Linked DNA regions of Sus scrofa: all the other regions are linked to region 3. A link is a contact called in public Hi-C data. All regions are on one chromosome and are shown on one strand. Each heading gives the region's core, a stretch centred on a gene start, on an enhancer-like site or on the middle of the called end of the contact. The rest is flanking DNA. Distances are from core to core; before and after follow the strand shown.

What was found. A called contact is a pair of places that touch in the nucleus more often than the background predicts.
Region 1: a Hi-C map of liver shows a contact between it and region 3, with 2.0 times the contacts expected there. The contact joins the promoter of NQO2 here to the promoter of RIPK1 in region 3. A contact is called at or near these places in 1 of 47 Hi-C or Micro-C datasets (liver) and 1 of 2 datasets of contacts at active chromatin or transcription factors (alveolar macrophages).
Region 2: a Hi-C map of liver shows a contact between it and region 3, with 4 times the contacts expected there. The contact joins the promoter of BPHL here to the promoter of RIPK1 in region 3. A contact is called at or near these places in 4 of 5 promoter capture datasets (fetal liver, fetal skeletal muscle, liver and 1 more), 14 of 47 Hi-C or Micro-C datasets (alveolar macrophages, blood, embryonic fibroblasts and 4 more) and 2 of 2 datasets of contacts at active chromatin or transcription factors (alveolar macrophages and skeletal muscle).

Annotation. Positions count from the first base shown.
Region 1 is chr7:1,791,016-1,794,055 of Sscrofa11.1, reverse strand. NQO2 (ribosyldihydronicotinamide dehydrogenase [quinone]) reads right to left here and starts at 1,311. Exons shown (of 7, transcript XM_021100118.1): 1 at 1,001-1,311. It overlaps LOC102159819 (a long non-coding RNA gene), which reads left to right and starts at 1,412. Exons shown (of 2, transcript XR_304239.3): 1 at 1,412-1,553; 2 at 2,001-3,040.
Region 2 is chr7:1,881,136-1,883,996 of Sscrofa11.1, reverse strand. It overlaps BPHL (biphenyl hydrolase like), which reads right to left and starts at 1,266. Exons shown (of 8, transcript NM_001243485.1): 1 at 1,127-1,266. The coding sequence starts at 1,233.
Region 3 is chr7:1,839,810-1,842,733 of Sscrofa11.1, reverse strand. RIPK1 (receptor-interacting serine/threonine-protein kinase 1) reads right to left here and starts at 1,591. Exons shown (of 12, transcript XM_005665537.3): 1 at 188-1,591.

The sequences.
Region 1 (3,040 bases), core at 62-2,561, 48 kb after region 3:
GCAATGCCCACAGTGGGCACGCCTTCCCCTGCAGCCCCAGGCCTCCCCAGTCCCCACCGCTCTGCTCCACCCAGCTCACCCATTTACGCCCCCTGCCAGGCCCCAGGACGCCCTGGTGTTTCTGGTCCCCAGTGGGTCGGAGTCCCTAGTTGTACAGAATGACAAACAGGCCTGAGAAGTAGGCTGCTGTTCTGAACAAAGCCTCAAGCCAGGCTCTTGACCCGCTGCGCGCAGCGGGTCACCTCCTCAGCCACCTTCCTGGCCTTCCTTCCTCCTTCCACAGCAGGGCTAGGGCTCTCCTTCCCTAGAAATTCTGTACTTGCCAGGTCAACGGGAGGAAATATTACACGCTTGTATCTCACAGCACGTCAAATGGGCTGATAGTCTCGAGGCCTATCATTTCATCCTCATCAGCATCCAGAAGCTAGTTCACGGCGTTCTAACTCTATTTCCTAAGCCTCTTTCCCCAAGAGCAGCCCAGCCCGTCTCTTTCTATCAGCGGGTTACCACTCACTAGCGGCCACTCCACTGTCTGCGCGGCCATCCGAGTCTGTCTCTCTCTCCGCGCTTGGGTTTTTTCATCCCCCAAACTATGTATAAATAGGGGTGCAGGAGGCATCTGAGGAACCCTCGTTCCTATTCCTGAATTTCTTTGGCTGAGAGTCACCGAGACTGAGGTTAACGAAGCTGAGTTTCAGGTCCCGGTAGAGTCTGCGCGGTCCCCGAGGCAGGAGCTGAGCCAGACCCGGGCTGTCCGCAGTCCCGGGCCTGGTCACCGCGCCGCCCTCGCGCCACCCCAGGCTGCCCGCTTCCGGTCTGCAGCCGGGGTCAGCGCGGCCCGACGTGCAGGACCGAGGACAGGGGCTGAGCACAGCGAAGGGCCTGCTCACACCTGCGCCCCGCCCCGCACGCAGGAGAGGTCTTGGGGAGCGAAACCCGCGGAACCCCTCGCCCTGGGAAGGGTCCCCAAGCCCGGCCTCGGGAAGGCGAGGGCACTCACCTCGGCCAGCGCACGCCTGGGACGAGGGGTAGGTCGTGGATGCCCTCCGGGAAAATGGCCGGCACCCAAACTACGTTCTCGCAGCGCGGGCCGCGCACGAGCCGACGCCTGAGGGGCGCAGCGGGAAGGCTGCGCGAGGTTTGGCGCAGGGATTCGGCCGCGCGTCTACGCCCTCTTCTCCGCCCTCCTTCCAGCGCAGCCCGTGCCCAAGCCCCTGCCGCCGTCCTGGCACCGCCCCCTTGCCCGCCTCGCCCCTAAGCCCCACCCCACGCGCTCTTCGCCAGATCCTGGTTCTGTTCGGACCACCCTTGGCGCCCTTGGAGAATTTCCTCCCACCCTTGGCGCCCCGCCCCTCCCCTAAGCCCCGCCTTGCGCGCGCCTCGTCCCGCCCTTGTCCCCGCCCCCGGGCTCGGGCACACGCGCGCCCCGCCCCTCAAGTCCCCGCATGATCCGGTGGCTCTGGGGGAGGGGCTGGTGGGAACCCCGCGCTGGGAAGAGAGGTGCCCTCCTGCCTCCTCCATCCCCAGGCGCGTGTCCAGGGTAAAAGCGGAAGGTAGGCGGCGCACCACTCAGCAATACAAAGGACAAAGTAATGATACACCCCACAGTCAGTGCCAATCTCCAGAGAATTATGCTGAATGAAAAACACCAATCCCAAAAGGGTCCAGAGTGTACCATTCCGTTTCTGTAACACTCTTGAGATAAGACTTCTAGAAACGGAGAACAGATTAGTTGTCCCCAGGAGTTGGAGGTGCATGGCTGCGACAGGGCATCAGGAGGGGCGGGCCCTGGGGTGATGGGAATGGTGTGTTCCTATGGCGACGCAGTGTGGCTTGGCCAGATGTTTTCTTTGGGGGAAGCCGGAAAAAGGGCACGCGGGGTGAGAGTCCCAGTCCAAGGAGATCCTCTGGAAGGCAGACGTACTGAACCGGAGTCTGTGGGTGTGTCGGGGAGGGCGGCTGGTGTGCAGTTTGGGCTAATTGTCTTTTTCTGTCTCCAGCGCTGTCTGGCTTGTGCCACCTCATTTAGTAGCCCATCCACCATGCCACCCACCCAAGGAGCCTCCCCAAACTCTACACCCCTTATTTCCGGTGTCCTGGGATGGCCCTGAAGAGCAGAAGGCAGGTGTGCCTGGCCGTCATAACGTTCCTAACGAAAAGAACTGCAGCCGCTGTTTGCGCACCAGAGCCGGGGGCGGGCCGCCTGCTGCTGCTGTTTTCCTTGGGTCCAGAAGGGCGGACACAGCCTCTCTCTGACACGCCCTCGTGCAGCAGCGGACAGGCCATCGTGTCTTGTGAGCCCGGGGGGAGGTCCTGGAGGACCTTTGCTGGAGGGAGTGCTGCGGCCGTTTCCCAAGGCACTCCAATGCCTCAAAGATGAAATGTTGCTTTTCCTCCTTTCTTGTGAGGCGCACTGAGATGATGTCTTTGTGTCCCAGAAAGTAAACGAGACCAAGTGAGAGCGGTAGGAGCAGGCCCTCCGGAATCGCGGAGGGTGGAATTCCTTCCGAGGAGGGTGAGCCACGCTCTTGTGCGGGCGTCGGGGGGCAGGTGGGTTCACGTCCTTTGTGTTTGGTGAGGACTAACAAGGAAAACAGCCAGACCTCCGGGTGGTGTGGATCCCCGGAAGGACCCGGTGACTGCGGAGGAGCGGGTGCTGGAACCAGCCTGGGAGCCGCTAGGCCTTGGCGTGGGAATCGCAGCGTTGAGCCCTGAGCGACCAGGAGGCGCCCTCGCCTCTGAAAACCAGCAGGTGCAGGCAGGACCTGGGGCCGCGCCTGGATCCAGGTCTCCGCGACGCGACAGCACCTCCTGGTGGCCGCGAGGAGGAATGAGCGAAGTTCAGCGAGCCAGGGACGCCCCGCGGGAGGAGGCGGGGCTGCCCTCCTTCCCTTGGCCTTTGCGCAGCAGTCAGCGCCAGAGGTTGGTGCAGCAAGAGCTCCTGGGAAAAAGGGAAACCACAGAACCCGCAGCTCCTCTGGCAGTGGGGGTGGAGCACTTACTGCAAACCCCGAAGATGAATCCGTGTTTGTATCTTGAG
Region 2 (2,861 bases), core at 17-2,516, 42 kb before region 3:
TATACCACAGGGCTGCTCTCGTTACAAGTCATACCAATTGCAACTGCATTTGTAAAACAGCAGTTCAAAATCCAGAGAAACCTGTTTTTCAGAGATATTTTAAGAGGAATGATTTGCACTGCTAAGTGGATGGGGCCTTCCTGCAACCATTAAATGACCCACTGTAACCCGACTTGGTGCAATCACAGTCACCTCATACCAATCCCTTTCTGCAGGAACGGGATAAATGGGCATTTTTCAATGCTGACTTACACGGTTTTTGCTGACACTGACACATTTTCCCTCTGCATCAAAACAGTCCTGAAAATCTTGTAAAAGATCTAAAATGAGACTAAAGAACCTAAATCAAATTCAACAACCAATCAATCACAACACAAAGACGGAAAGCTGGACAGATTTTTTTCTCATTTCTCCTTCCAAGTTAAGTTTGCAAGAGACGTTTCCACACTAGAGAAAGAAGTTCTAGGGGCCAGGCACCCACCTCGCATTTGACTTTTCTTCGTAGTCAGGAACAGAACTGACCCTTGGACAGTTAGAGTGCTCGTCCCTGTGCGTGTGGCCGTGACCGTGTGCGCGCGCGCAGGTACGCAGAGAATAAAGCCAAAGCAGCTTCATGCAGCTCTTTCCACATTTTCTGCTGGGGACTAGGGCCCCCACTTTAAGACTGTGGGTCGGAGATTAACCAGCTCTTGGTGGCTTTCTCTTAAATCGTGTGTAGGGGGCGGGGTGGGAGTGTCAAAGGAGAGAAAGGCGGATTCCCAACCTCCGGCCCGGCGTCTGCATTTCCCAGGCTCCCAGGGGATCGTCCCGCCCGTCCCGGTCGAGGTCAGCACACGGCGGCAAGGCTCGGGGACCGGGGCCCGCGACTGTGCGAGCTGACGGGGTGCAGGCTGGCCTCTGACGGGACAGCTCAGAGTGCCGCCCGCAGGCCCGGGAGCGGCGGTGGGAGTCCAGCCCGCCTCGAGCGCGTGCGACCGAGGGCGGCCAGCGTCTCCTCCGGGCTCCGGCCGCGCCCCCTCCGCCGCGCCCCCTCGGCCGCACACCCAGCGCGGCTCCCGGCTCCGCTCCCGCCGACCCGAGCGCGCGGACGACAACGCGGGGTCCCGGAGTGGAGCGGCTCTCTTACCTGAACGCGGCCGAGGGCCCGGCCCTGGGGACGTGGAGCCCTGGCTTCAGCGCCGAAAGGAGCAGCAGCAGCCGCCGCGCGCCCCGACTGCCCAGCGCCGCCGCCATGGTCCCAGTTCGCGCCCGCCCCCGGAGCGCGCATGCGCGGGCTCCGCAGGCCGCTGTCCCCCCGCCGCGCCGCCCGGAACACGCATGCGCCGGGCCCGCCGGCCGCCCAGAGCCCAGCCCCGCCCGCACCTCCCGGAACACGCATGCGCCAGCCCACCTGTCCTGAGGGCCTTGATTTTTTTCTTCCTACTTCCGCGCACCCGCTAGGAGGCCACGTCTCAAAACCCCCAGAAATTAATGAGTGTTGGCGAGGGTGTGGGAAGCGGGGACCCCCGAGATTAAGTCAGAGCTTCCGATCGTGCAGACGAGCAAGGGCGCGGCGCCTTCCTCGGCGGAGGGGGAGCCCAGGTGCTTGTGGACTGAGGGTCCAGTGTGTCCGCGTAAAGGACACTGCCCGCCTCCAGGGGGAAGGGCCGCACGGAAGAACCTAGTTCCGGGGTGTGAGGGCCCTGCAGCCGGCAGGTCACAGAGGACGGTGGGCGCCAGGGCCTGGGGAGGGGCAGTTAGTTCCCAAGGGCGTCAGCGTCGCGGTTTTGGGAGAAGGGAGTTGCGCAGGGGAGGTGCTGCTGTTTGCGCAAAATGAGCATAGACTGTGCACTTAAAGATGGTTAACATGAGAGATTTTATGCGTATTTTACCGCTAGTGAATTTTCCTTCTTCAGACCATGTAATTCAAGCTCTAAAGGTTAGAAACATTATCTGCAATCGAAGATTCAATAGGGAAAAAAACAACTACCGTTTCATTGCGGCTATGCCCTGCCCTACCTTACCTGAAAGTAATAGCACGGTGGTGGCTGCTGTGTAGCCTTGGCTTGAGTTGGAGACAGCTTGCTTTCCTATTTACGTGATTTCGCCCCCGCCCCGCCCCTTCGCCTGTCAGGGTCTGTGCACAAGGCTTCTAGGTGTTATGGACCGAAGGTTCTGCTACCTGCAGCGTCCTCACTAGCCCGCTGCAGCTTCTTGAGCACTGAAGGCACATTTGGCTTAAATATGGATTATGCTACAATATTTCTTATTTCAACATAAAGATACCACATCAATTTCCCGCATGGAGGATTTCCCATCGTGGCTCAGCGGAAACAAACCTGAATGGTATCCATGAGGACGCGGTTCCATCTCTGGCCTCAGTCACTGGGTTAAAGATCTGCCGTTGCCATGAGCTGTGGTGTAGGTCGCAGAAGTGGCTCGGACCTGGTGTGGCTGTGGCTGTGGTGTAGGCTGGAGCTGCGGCTGTAGATTCGACCTCTAGCCAGGGAACTTCCATATGCTGTTGGTGTGGCCCTAAAAAGAAAAGAAAAGAAAAGAAAAAAAAACCAACCAAAAACATCTTGTGAGAAATAACTCCTTTTTGGTGTTGTTGAAAACCTAACTTCGTATTATGGACCAAAACAAAGACTGTGACCACAGCGACCAGTGGAGAATCTGCTGAGCAGGATGTGAGATCTGGAGGTGTGTCTTATTTGCCAGTATCAGCCTTAGGCCTGAATATCTTTTACTGTCTGTTTTGGCTTTGTTTTCTCTTTTTTGGCCACCCCATGGCACACGGAGTTCCCCGGCCAGGGACCAGATCTGAGTTGCAGTCTCGACCTAAGCCACAGCTGTGGCAACGCAGGATCGTTAACTCACTG
Region 3 (2,924 bases), core at 342-2,841:
CCGCAGAGGAAAATGGAGACAAGTTAAAAGCGTTACTGCTGCCTCGTCAGTGATAACTAATGACGCTGCCGCTGTACCCCATCATTTTATTTTGAACGAACTCAGTCTTCACCTTTACTGTCTGGAAGAGCTGCCCTTCCCCGCACGTATAACTGACCACGACTGTCTCCCTTTCTTTTGCACCTACCTGATGGTTACAAAATGCAGATCAAGCACGAAGTCACTCTACAGGGCCAAGTTCACTCCTGCCTTGATTTCTCCGAGTGTAAAACTTGGGGTAAGAACAGTGGTCTAAAGACCGAAGAACTTCGGCAAAGTTGGTTGAGTGCAAAGGCTTCAGGCTTTGTCCAAGATACACAAGAGCTCTGAGCAAGGAGCTGCCAAACGATCAGCAACAGGCCGAGACAACCAACCACCACGCCTCCGGCGGGGTTTTGTCCACGGCTCAGGGAAGAAGAACTTAGCTCGCCCTCTTCAAAAACTCCGACGAGGTCGTGGAGCGCTTGGTAAGAGCAAACGCCACTGGCCACGGACGAGGCCTCCTGGGGTTACGACATCCTGCCCCTTCGTCGCTGTGGACCCTTCTCTCCCACTTGCCGGCTCCCGGCCGAGGCTACGCGGAAACGCCCCCGTCCCGCGAGCCGCGGCGGCCCCAGGCCCCAGGCGAAGGTCCTTCCGAAGGGCGGTAAGGAGGCCGGGCTCAATGACACCGCCGTGAAACCCCACCTCCCCCACCAGCTCGACAGCGGGAACGGCGTCGGTTGGTTCCAACATCACAGGGGAGGCAGGGCTCCGCCCTCGGACCGCCAGACCGAAACCACCCGCCAGCGGGGAGCCGCCGCGCTGCGGCCAGGTAACCGGCCCGCGCCCGACTTCCGGGAACGCCTGGGCCACGCCCACCCCGCGCGGACCGCCGGCCGACTTCCGGGAAGGCCTGGGCCACGCCCACCGCCAGACCCCGGGAGCGCCGCGGGCCGCGCCCAGCACCCGTCGCCGGACCCGCGTCCCTGGTCCGACCCGCGGAGAACCCCGCCGCCCGGAACGAGGTCGCGGGCCACGCCCACAGCCTGACTTCCGGGAACGCCGACGGCCACGCTCACCACCTGACCGGCCCGCCGCCCCGTCCGTCCGGAACGCGGTCGCCCGCCCGCCGCCCGCGCGCCGGAAGCGGGAGCCCCGCCCTGGGCGGAAGCCGTTCGGGGAACCTGACCGCGGTCCGGGTTCCCAGCGCAGACCCACCGAAGGATTCGCTTTCGCTTCCGCGGGCAGCTTCCCGAGGCCGAGGCGGGGGCCGGGGCCGGGTGGAGGACGAGGCGGCGGGGGCAGTCCAGGATTGCCCCGACGCCCGGCAGCGTCGCCGGCGCGGAGCCTGACGAGGGTCGCCGCGGGCTGAGCCGTCGGCTGCGACACCGGCGGGGCGGCCCCGCGCTCCCCGCCCCCGGCTGCGCGAGCCCGCCGTCCGCCGCCTGCTGCCCCGTGGGTCGGCGCGCTCCGGCCCTCGCGGAGTGGGCCCGCCGGGACCGGCGCTCCAGAAAGCCGATCCGGTGTCCCCGTCGCCTGCGCGCCGACTGAGTGAGCTCGGCCGGAGGAGGGCGTGGACTGCTCGCTCCGCCTTCTGCCCCTGCCCCTGCCCCGGAGGAGGGCGAGCCGAGCGCCCGCCCCGCCGCCGGCCGGGCCTCCTGGACAGCTTTCGGAACCTGGAGTGCGCCCAGCCAGATGTCGCGGCTTTGCTGCGTTTCAGAGCGAGTCCGGAGGCCCGGAGAGGAAGTGCGCGGAGTCTTAGAAACCACTCTTAGAAACCTCCCAGGTGGGGCATGCAGCCCCAGGGGAGTTCTCAGCTCCGCGGGTCAGCGGCGCTGGAACTATAGGCAATTATCATGCTCTCATCTCCCTCACCTGTACAGCGAGGATAATAAAATCTACTCTGGATTTTAGAGTAGAAGAGCAAGGTATTTATTTTGCAGTCTTTTGCAATGATAATTGGGAAGTCTCAAGCAAAATGGGAAATACTTGCTCTAGTGTTACGTTAAAAAGCTTATACACAGCGTGATAACATACTGTAAAACGGTACATACATCAAGAGAATGAGATGCCACAAACTAAGAAAAAGCACATATATTAAAACAGTATTACCCAAAATGAAGTAAAAACCTAAGAAAAGGAACATCGCAGTAAGAAAATGGGCAAAAGATCTGAACAGTCACTTTACCATATAGATGGCATGTGAAAAGATGGTCAATATTAGAAGTCACTAGGAAATTATGAATTTCTTCTTATTCATTTATTTATTTTGGCTGCACTCAAGCAGCATGTGGAAGTTCCTGGGCCTGGGATAGACCCCATGTCATTAAAGCAACCTGAGCCACTGCAGTCACAATGCTGGGCTCTTAACCTGCTGTGCCACGAGAGAACTCCAGAAACTGTGATTTTAAACAGCAATGAGATACCAGTACATCCTATTGACTTAAAATAGACTGCCAACTATTTCTCAAAAAAAAGGTTTATTCATGATCCACAAAGGATTGCATTTCAGGGTCTGCAACTGTAGGAAGCTGTGTGCAAAGCCCCAGCAAAAATGGAGAGGAGGACACTTTTATGGGGACAGAGGAAGTTAGGAGGGCTATAGTTTAAAAAAAAAAAAAGATGCAAATCAAAACTACCATGAGATATCACCTCACACCAGTCAGAATGGCCATCATTAATAAATCCACAAATACCAAGTGCTGGAGGGGCTGTGGAGAAAAGGGAACCCTCCTGCACTGTTGGTGGGAATGTAAACTGGTACAGCCACTATGGAGAACAGTTTGGAGATACCTTAGAAATCTATACATAGAACTTCCATATGACCCTGCAATCCCACTCTTGGGCATCTATCCGGACAAAGCTCTACTTAAAAGAGACACATGCACTTGCATGTTCATTGC